Linked DNA regions of Gossypium hirsutum: region 2 is linked to region 1. A link is a contact called in public Hi-C data. All regions are on one chromosome and are shown on one strand. The core of a region is the stretch at or near the end of the contact, and the rest is flanking DNA. Distances in the headings are between cores, read along the strand shown.

Evidence for each region. Hi-C and Micro-C count contacts between places; a contact is called where the count stands out from the background.
Region 2: a Hi-C map of leaf shows a contact between it and region 1, with 2.1 times the contacts expected there. The contact joins the promoter of LOC107895769 here to the promoter of LOC107897551 in region 1. A contact is called at or near these places in 2 of 34 Hi-C or Micro-C datasets (both in leaf).

The regions. Positions count from the first base shown.
Region 1 is chrA10:21,856,589-21,860,709 of Gossypium_hirsutum_v2.1, reverse strand. LOC107897551 (trans-resveratrol di-O-methyltransferase) reads left to right here and starts at 1,665. Exons shown (of 2, transcript XM_016823039.2): 1 at 1,665-2,495; 2 at 2,655-3,105. The coding sequence starts at 1,722. The coding sequence ends at 2,960.
Region 2 is chrA10:22,101,125-22,105,245 of Gossypium_hirsutum_v2.1, reverse strand. It overlaps LOC107895769 (divinyl chlorophyllide a 8-vinyl-reductase, chloroplastic), which reads left to right and starts at 2,403. Exons shown (of 1, transcript XM_041078985.1): 1 at 2,403-4,039. The coding sequence starts at 2,625. The coding sequence ends at 3,860. It overlaps LOC107897549, which reads right to left and starts at 2,174. Exons shown (of 4, transcript XM_016823036.2): 1 at 1,955-2,174; 2 at 1,724-1,861; 3 at 1,259-1,507; 4 at 246-1,033. The coding sequence starts at 2,026. The coding sequence ends at 776.

The DNA of each region.
Region 1 (4,121 bases), core at 416-2,915:
AAATTATATGTTTTTTTAATTTTTGGTTAAAATAAGTATAAAATTAACCGAATTAACCGAATTATTTGTATAAAATTATATTTTTTTATTTTTATTTTTAGTTTTAGATTTTATTTATTTATTAAATTATTTGTAATTTTTATGATTGAATTGGGTTGGGTACTTGGGTTAATATATATTAGATTGGGTATTTGAGTTTATGTTGGATTGGGTTTGAGTGAATAGTGGGCTATTTATATATTATAATTTTTTATTAATTTTTTCCAGTTAACCTAATTTTTTTCAAACCGAATTAACCGTTAACTGAAAACTCAAAAAAATTTTAACCGACCCCCAACTGAATTAATTCGGTTAACCGACTGATTAACTGAATTCGGTCGGTTAACCGAATTTTTCGGTTTTACCCGAATTTTGCACACCCCTAGTGGAGATTATTAGAATTAAGTAACCTGAATCCTTATTTAAATAAAATATAGTGGTAAAATAAAATAAAAGTAAAATCCATATAGAATTACACTTCTTTTATTTTATAAATCCATATAGAATTACACTTCTTTTATTTTATTTTAGAATAAGTTTTTTTTAAACCTTATTAAACTATATCTATTTGATATTGATTAGAATAAGGTGTTTTAATCTTACTACACTCCTATTAGAATATGATTTTAGAAGTCTATAAATAGACATAGTTTATTCCTCTTGTAATTATTCGAATTCAGTATAGTAAATTTTCTTCTCCTCTGCCTGTGGTTTTTTTTCAAAAGAATTTTCACGTAAAATCTATATATTCTTTATTTTTATTTCTCTTTTCTTTACTATATATATTATCATTACCAACATATTTTTTTTAACAAGGATAGTATCACTTATGCACCACCTTCCACCAACCAATTCATATCATTCTATTAAATAATCCACATCCAACTCATTTTCGAATTTAATATTATAAAATGTAATATTAGATGAGAAAAAAAAAGCCTACTTTTAGGTGTTGGAACACTTGTGCAGGCCAAGACACAGTGGAGCCCCCTAGTAGTTGGTGAAGTGCATTCTATTATACTACAAATTCATTCATGACGCAGCCTGAATTCATGCATTCAAACAATTGATTCATTTAATTTATTCAAAGAAATTGAATTGGTTACTTGATGACAACCACAGTTAAAAAGATTCGTTCCCGGTCAAAACTCAAAAGCACCCTGAATTCAACAATGTAAAAACTTCTTTCATGACACGTATGCTTTTTACATTTAAATTTTTCTCTCAATAACAATAGCTTAATTTGTAAACACCCTCCAATTTTTTCGAAATATTTTTTTAATTCTTAAATTAATTTCATAATTCCATAATATTTTTAAGATTTTTATTTCAAAAAAAAATCACTTTTTTTGTGTTTTTACCATGTGTTGTGACACGTCAATATTAAAAATTAACTATAATTAAGATACTAATAAATAAATTATTAGAATAAATATAATAATTATAAATTTGAAGTAAAAAATATTTTTTTAATTAATCTTTAATTTTATTTGAGAAAAAATATTTTTTTAATAAATATTTTTATTAAAGTAATAAAAACAAGTTTGGTTATACTTTTCAATTTGCAAATTTTACTTCCAAGCTATCATAGTCTATAAATAGCATATTTAGTGGTATGTTAACTCAAAGCAAAAAAAAAACTTAGCTAATCAATATAAAAAAAAAACTTAGCTAAGATAGATATGGGCAATGCCAATGGGGAGCTTGATAATGAGCTAGTTCAAGCACATGCTCACGTTTGCAACCATGTTTTTATATTCATAAGTTCCATGTCTCTAAAATGTGCAGTTGATTTAGGTATCCCAAATGTTATTCAAAACCATGGCAAGCCCATGACAATTACTGAGCTGTTGGCTGCACTACCGATGCTCAACTCTACCAAAGCATGTCACATTTATGGGCTCATGCGCATTCTAGTTCATTCGGGCTTCTTTGCACATCAACAGTTAGACGGTGATGCCCAAAAAGAAGGTTATGTTCTTACCAACTCTTCTCGTTTGTTGCTCAAGAATAATCCTTTGAGCATAACACCTTCTTTGAAAGCGACTATAGATCCTATTTTCACAAAGCCTTGGAATTTTTTAGCGGCTTGGTTTCAAAATGATGATCGTACCCCATTTGAAACCGCACATGGGAAGATATTGTGGGATTATTGTAGCCAAGATCCACAATTAAATGACTTGTTTAATGAAAGCCAAGCTTGTGATTCTCGATTGATTTCTAGTTTTTTGGTTGACAAGTGTAAAGGGGTGTTTGAGGGATTGAACTCCCTTGTAGATGTTGGGGGTGGCATAGGAATCGTGGCCAAGGCCATTGCTGATGTATTTCCACACTTGGAGTGCATTGTGTTTGATCTTCCTTATGTTGTTGCTGGCCTGCAGGGTAGTAAGAACTTGAAATATGTTGGAGGTGATATGTTCAAGACGTTTCCAACTGCAGATGCGATTTTATTAAAGGTTAACTTTTACTATCTTTATTCTCATTCATCTTTTTCATGATATTTTCACTATTATAAATAATGCACAACAAATTTAGTTGCACATATTAATTCAAAAATTAAACTGTAAATGTAATCACAGTATTTGGCTTAGTTAATAATTTATGTATTTGAGCAGAATGTATTTCACGACTGGAATGATGAAGAATCCGTGACGATCCTAAAGCGATGTAAAGAGGCCATTTCAAGCCGAGATAATGTAGGAGGGAAGGTGATTATAATAGAGATGGTTTTGAGGGAGGATGATGATCAGGTGTTTAAATCAAGTGAAACAAAGCTCTTCGCCGACATGGAGATGTTGGTGTTGGTGAATGGAAAAGAAAGGCTTGAAGAAGAATGGAAGAAGTTTTTAGCAGCTGGTTTTAGTTACCACAAAATTACTCCTATTGTTGGTTTAAAATCTCTCATTGAGGTTTACCCCTAAGAATCTTCGATTCTTGCCTTATGAATAATGATAACAGAGCTATAGTTAGAAGGGTATAATTGCCCTACTTTACTCCTATTGTTGGTTTAAAATCTCTCATTGAGGTTTATGAATAATGATAACAAAGCTACATACTCTGATTGAACTTTTTCTCTTATTGTTGTCACTACTTATATCTCTATTAATAATAATTTTCCTACTATTATTTCATAATATAAATTCTTTTGTTGATTGTTAACCGTGAGTTTGGATGTGCAGTGAGATGCGGTGCATTTAATTTATTTTTTGCCTCACGCTATGGTATCTAATCTCACCGCTACCATTGTTTTTATACTAACTGCTAATAAACACACCAGTCCATTTAAACCCACCATTTTATACAAGCACTACAATATGCACACAAGGAGTTAAATTATTATAAAAGTTTTAAAATTCGAATAATAGTAGGAAAACAAATGAAAGAAAAAGTAAATTTGTTTTATCTAATTAGAGTCATTTTTTTTTGTCATCCAACTATAAATTTTTTAAACTGGTCACCCAATTATGTACTTATTTCTTTTTTGGTTTTTTAAATCGATCATCCAACTAATTGAGATTATTTTTTTGTCCATTTCCATTAATTGCACTAAAAGGAGGATGATGTGGCAGTTAAAAATCAGTATAATAACAAATTTAACCCTCAATTTTTATATATTAAATCAATTTGATCATAATTTTAAAAAATTAACCTTCAGACTTTACAAATAATCTCAATTTTATCTAATTCTAAAAAATTCAAAGAAATATATCATAATAATTCAAAAAATCTTTTGCGTAACAATTAACCCTCAAACACTAATTTTTTATTTTTCCTGTTAGATCGGCTCTAAAAATTCCGATTTCCAATTTTATTCCGAATCGAGATAAATTCAAAATCTTTTTTATAATAATTTATTTTAGAAAATTCTAATGAAAGGATAAAATTCAGATTTTTAATATTTTTTAATCATAGGTTATTTGAATTTTTAGTTTAAATTTCGTGTTTAAATTGAAGTTCGATATTCTTTACTTCTAAATTATTATATCTTAACTGTAACACTCAAACACGACCACGTTATGACCAAATTCGAGAGTGTTACGAAGAAGGGTTTTGAAACTGACGATACTTCGATAAAATCATGT
Region 2 (4,121 bases), core at 1,154-3,653, 240 kb before region 1:
GAACTTGAAGCTCTTTTTGCCTATTGTATTTCATAAAAACATGCTGTTGGGTTGATTTTTTTTGTATTTTCTTCAGATTTTAGGTGTTGTTTTTTAACAATCTGAATTGTTGTTTGAAATCTGATAAATTGTTGTTTCATGTTCTTGTCTCTATCAATCAAACACGAGTCCGAGTAACCTAAGCTTATAATATTGAATTCCAAGAGTGTGAAGGCTAGTAAAAGATCAAATAATTGCAAATAAAATTGATAAAAGAAAGTTATATATTAGTCTGCAATAGATCTATATAAATATTAACTTACATAAACATTGTACATCTGCAGATCATTTATTCATAGTTTTCCCTGTAAAAATACCATGAAGTTCCTATACCAAGTGTCAGATTACATTTTGATCCCTCTACACAAAAAATAAATAAATTAGTCCTTGTACACTATATCAAATAGCAAATTGGTCATTTTTATTAAAATTTTCATTCATTTCTACTGTTAAAAATTGGTATCACTAAAAAATAATCAAAGGGTGACATGCCACTTGTTCCTTATACAGTCGTACAAAGACCAATTTTTAACGATAAAATCGATTGAATTTTTAACAGAATCATCAATTTACTTTTTAATCTAACATACAGTGATTAATTTATCCATTTTTTGAGTAAAAGGGACAAACTATAATCTGAAAGGGACAAACTATAATCTGACTCTTAATACAAAGACCTCTATGATTCTTTTACCTTATTCTCCCCATTGTTTAAACTGGTGCTTGCGAGCTTTGATTAGGCCCAGGGATTGCTTCTGGAACTAACAATGGATATCTGAACTTGTAAAACCTCATGAATGGCTCCTCGTTGAAGCACCCCCAGCCCGTCTAAATCGTCTTTTGACGATGCAAGATCTTCTAGAGAGAGACATCGAAAATGGAATTCATCCCGCATACGGAATCCATAGAACCATCTGCCGAGCTTCCACCATTTGATACAAATTTGGCGGTTTTTAATGTTGCTACTCTTGAGCGCTTCCATGACATCCGAAGCCTGCTTGGTATCATTCATAATTTTTTTAGTTCTAACATGTGTAGCATTAACATATCTAGAAATACAGATTCAAAATCTATAGAGAAACCATTATCTAAAAGCAGCCACGCTGGTTTAGCTTTCAGCTGCGCTTGTGACCATCTAAGAACACTAATTCCACGATGTAAACAAAACAAGCATACAAGAAAAAAATGCATGAAAAATACATAAAGCATGAAAAGTTACCGGCACTTTAAGGATGTTAAGGCAGTAATGAAGTCCAACCAGGTTAAGCAAAACATTCAGCTTTGGTTTGAGCAGCAACATTTGAACATCTTTAAACCCGAACCCCATCAATTTCTGGCATTCAATCGCTTTCAGATAGTCGTTGACCTGGATTGATTCGGATTGCAAACAATTTTCTACAAATTTAATAACCGAATCAGCTTGATCCTTCATCTCCTTGTGCTGCTTTATGTAAAATCCCCTCCAACCCTAGCATCATTTTTAATTTTTTTTTCTCAACAATTTTCATATCAATACAAACAATTGAATTTGCCTAACATATTTAATTACATTTATTTACTTCAACACTAACAGTTTCAACTTGAATGATAAACCGCAAAAGAACTCGAAACACCCATTGCAATTAAGCCAAAACCAACAATTCCAAAGCTAAATTACCATAAATAAAACTTAAAAAAAAAACACCTTGAAGTCGGGGACTTTCAAGACATCTTCATATAAAAGAGGCCATCTTTGTTTAAATAAGGGTTCCCATAAACAATCGGAGCCCCATAAATCCCTCCACACCCGAGAACAACAACTCAAGCAGGAAAGATCAGTCACCTAAAAACCAGACGACCCGGAAACCATGTTTAGATTCCACCGATACCCAGAAAGAAGAAAAGAAAGGATGGAAATGAAGAGGAAGCAAATTACCTCAAGGGAAGAAGCAATTTTGAGAGCTACATCGTTTGGGATTGAACTGTATGTATAATCAGATTCATTCATGGTTTTTTTGTTATCGGCTAAAACTGAAAAATAAAAATTAATGATTGATAAAATAATTTTATTTTTGGTATGGGAATTTGTTTTCTTCTTCAAGTGAATATTGAAGTTAAGAATCAGATAGTTATACCTATTATTGACTCCTATAATAACAATATGAATGAAACAGCGTCGTTTCAGCTTTCAACTACAAGATTTGTCCCTGGGCTCAAATGGTCTTTTTGGGCCTAATATTTATAACACTACATATACATATATAAAAAGGCCTTTTCATTTCTTGGCCACAGACAGCCCATTGGGCCCAGGGACTAAGAAAGAAAGTTTGAAAAGTTAGGGGGATGAAATTAATATTTATCACTATCTATGGAGAAAACGAGCAATTCTATATAATTCTTTTATCAGCTGGGGCTATCATCAATGTTATCCACCACCAATCTTCATTAGATTTTTCTTTTAGCTGGAGGAACTTTACTGGCCATGGAAACCTCCAATCTTGTTCATCATTCACCTCAAATGTTCCCACATTTTCTTTCCCTTTCTGTCTTTAATTTTGAGTGACAAAGACCAGTTTCCCCAGATTTCTCTTCTTAGGTAAAAGAAAATGTCACTTTGTTTATCTTTCAATGCCTTCACTGTTCACTCACCAAAGTCCCGAACTCACAAAACACGTTTCAGTTCTCAGTTCATCAATCAAATCCAGGTAAAACCAGCTAGTTTTACTTCAAAATCAATACCCTTTAATGTAGAAAGGTTTAAACTTGTTAAAGCTTTAGCAACAAAGCCTGTTGAAACAGCTGTATCAGCTTCATTTAGAAACAAGAACCCAAAAGACATCAATGTTTTGGTGGTGGGTTCTACCGGTTATATGGGGAAATTTGTGGTGAAAGAGTTGGTCAATAGAGGGTTTAATGTTATAGCCATTGCTAGGGAAAGAAGTGGGATTAGAGGCAAAAACAGCAAGGAAGATACTTTGAGTGATTTAAATGGAGCTAATGTATGTTTCTCTGATGTCACCAATTTCGACATTTTGGAGAATTCTGTGAAAAATTTAGGGTTTCCCATTGATGTTGTTGTCTCTTGTCTTGCTAGCCGTACTGGTGGTGTTAAGGATTCATGGAAAATTGATTACGAAGCTACAAAGAACAGCCTTGTCGCTGGTAAGAAATTTGGGGCTTCACATTTTGTGTTGCTATCTGCCATTTGTGTCCAAAAACCCCTCCTCGAATTCCAGCGAGCTAAGCTGAAATTTGAGGCCGAATTGATGAAAGAAGCCGAAGGAGATGACGGGTTTACTTACAGTATTGTTAGGCCAACTGCATTCTTTAAGAGTTTAGGGGGTCAAGTTGACTTAGTGAAAGATGGAAAGCCTTATGTGATGTTTGGTGATGGCAAATTATGTGCTTGTAAGCCAATTAGTGAACAAGATTTGGCTTCCTTCATTTCAGATTGTGTTTTGAAAGAGGATAAGATTAATCAGATTTTGCCGATAGGCGGTCCGGGGAAGGCATTGACACCACTGGAGCAAGGGGAGATGTTGTTTAAGCTTGTAGGGAAGGAACCAAAGTTCTTGAAAGTGCCTATTGGGATCATGGACTTTGCCATTGGGATTCTCGACTTCCTTGTTAAGATCTTCCCTTCAATGGAAGATGCCGCCGAGTTCGGTAAAATCGGGAGATATTACGCTGCCGAAAGTATGTTGATTTTGGATCCCGAAACCGGAGAATACAGTGCCGAGAAAACACCAAGCTATGGAACCAATACGTTGGAAGAGTTCTTCGCGAGAGTGCTGAGGGAAGGGATGGCTGGTCAGGAATTAGGTGAACAATCCATCTTTTGAAAGCTGATTGCTTCATTGAATGAACCAGTTTTGTATTAGAACATGACTTGAGGTATAAGCAGCTTTCCCTAACCTTAAAAAACATCTAAAACTAGTGAATCCCACATTGTATTTGTAAAGATTTTACCTTGGAAACTGCCATTGTTATGGAATATAAAGAATTGTTTCTATTGTCTTAATTGTGTGCAACATGAATGATCTTTTACTTCTATCTGTACCATCATAAAAACATGAAAATTTTGTGTATTTTCTAAATGGAAG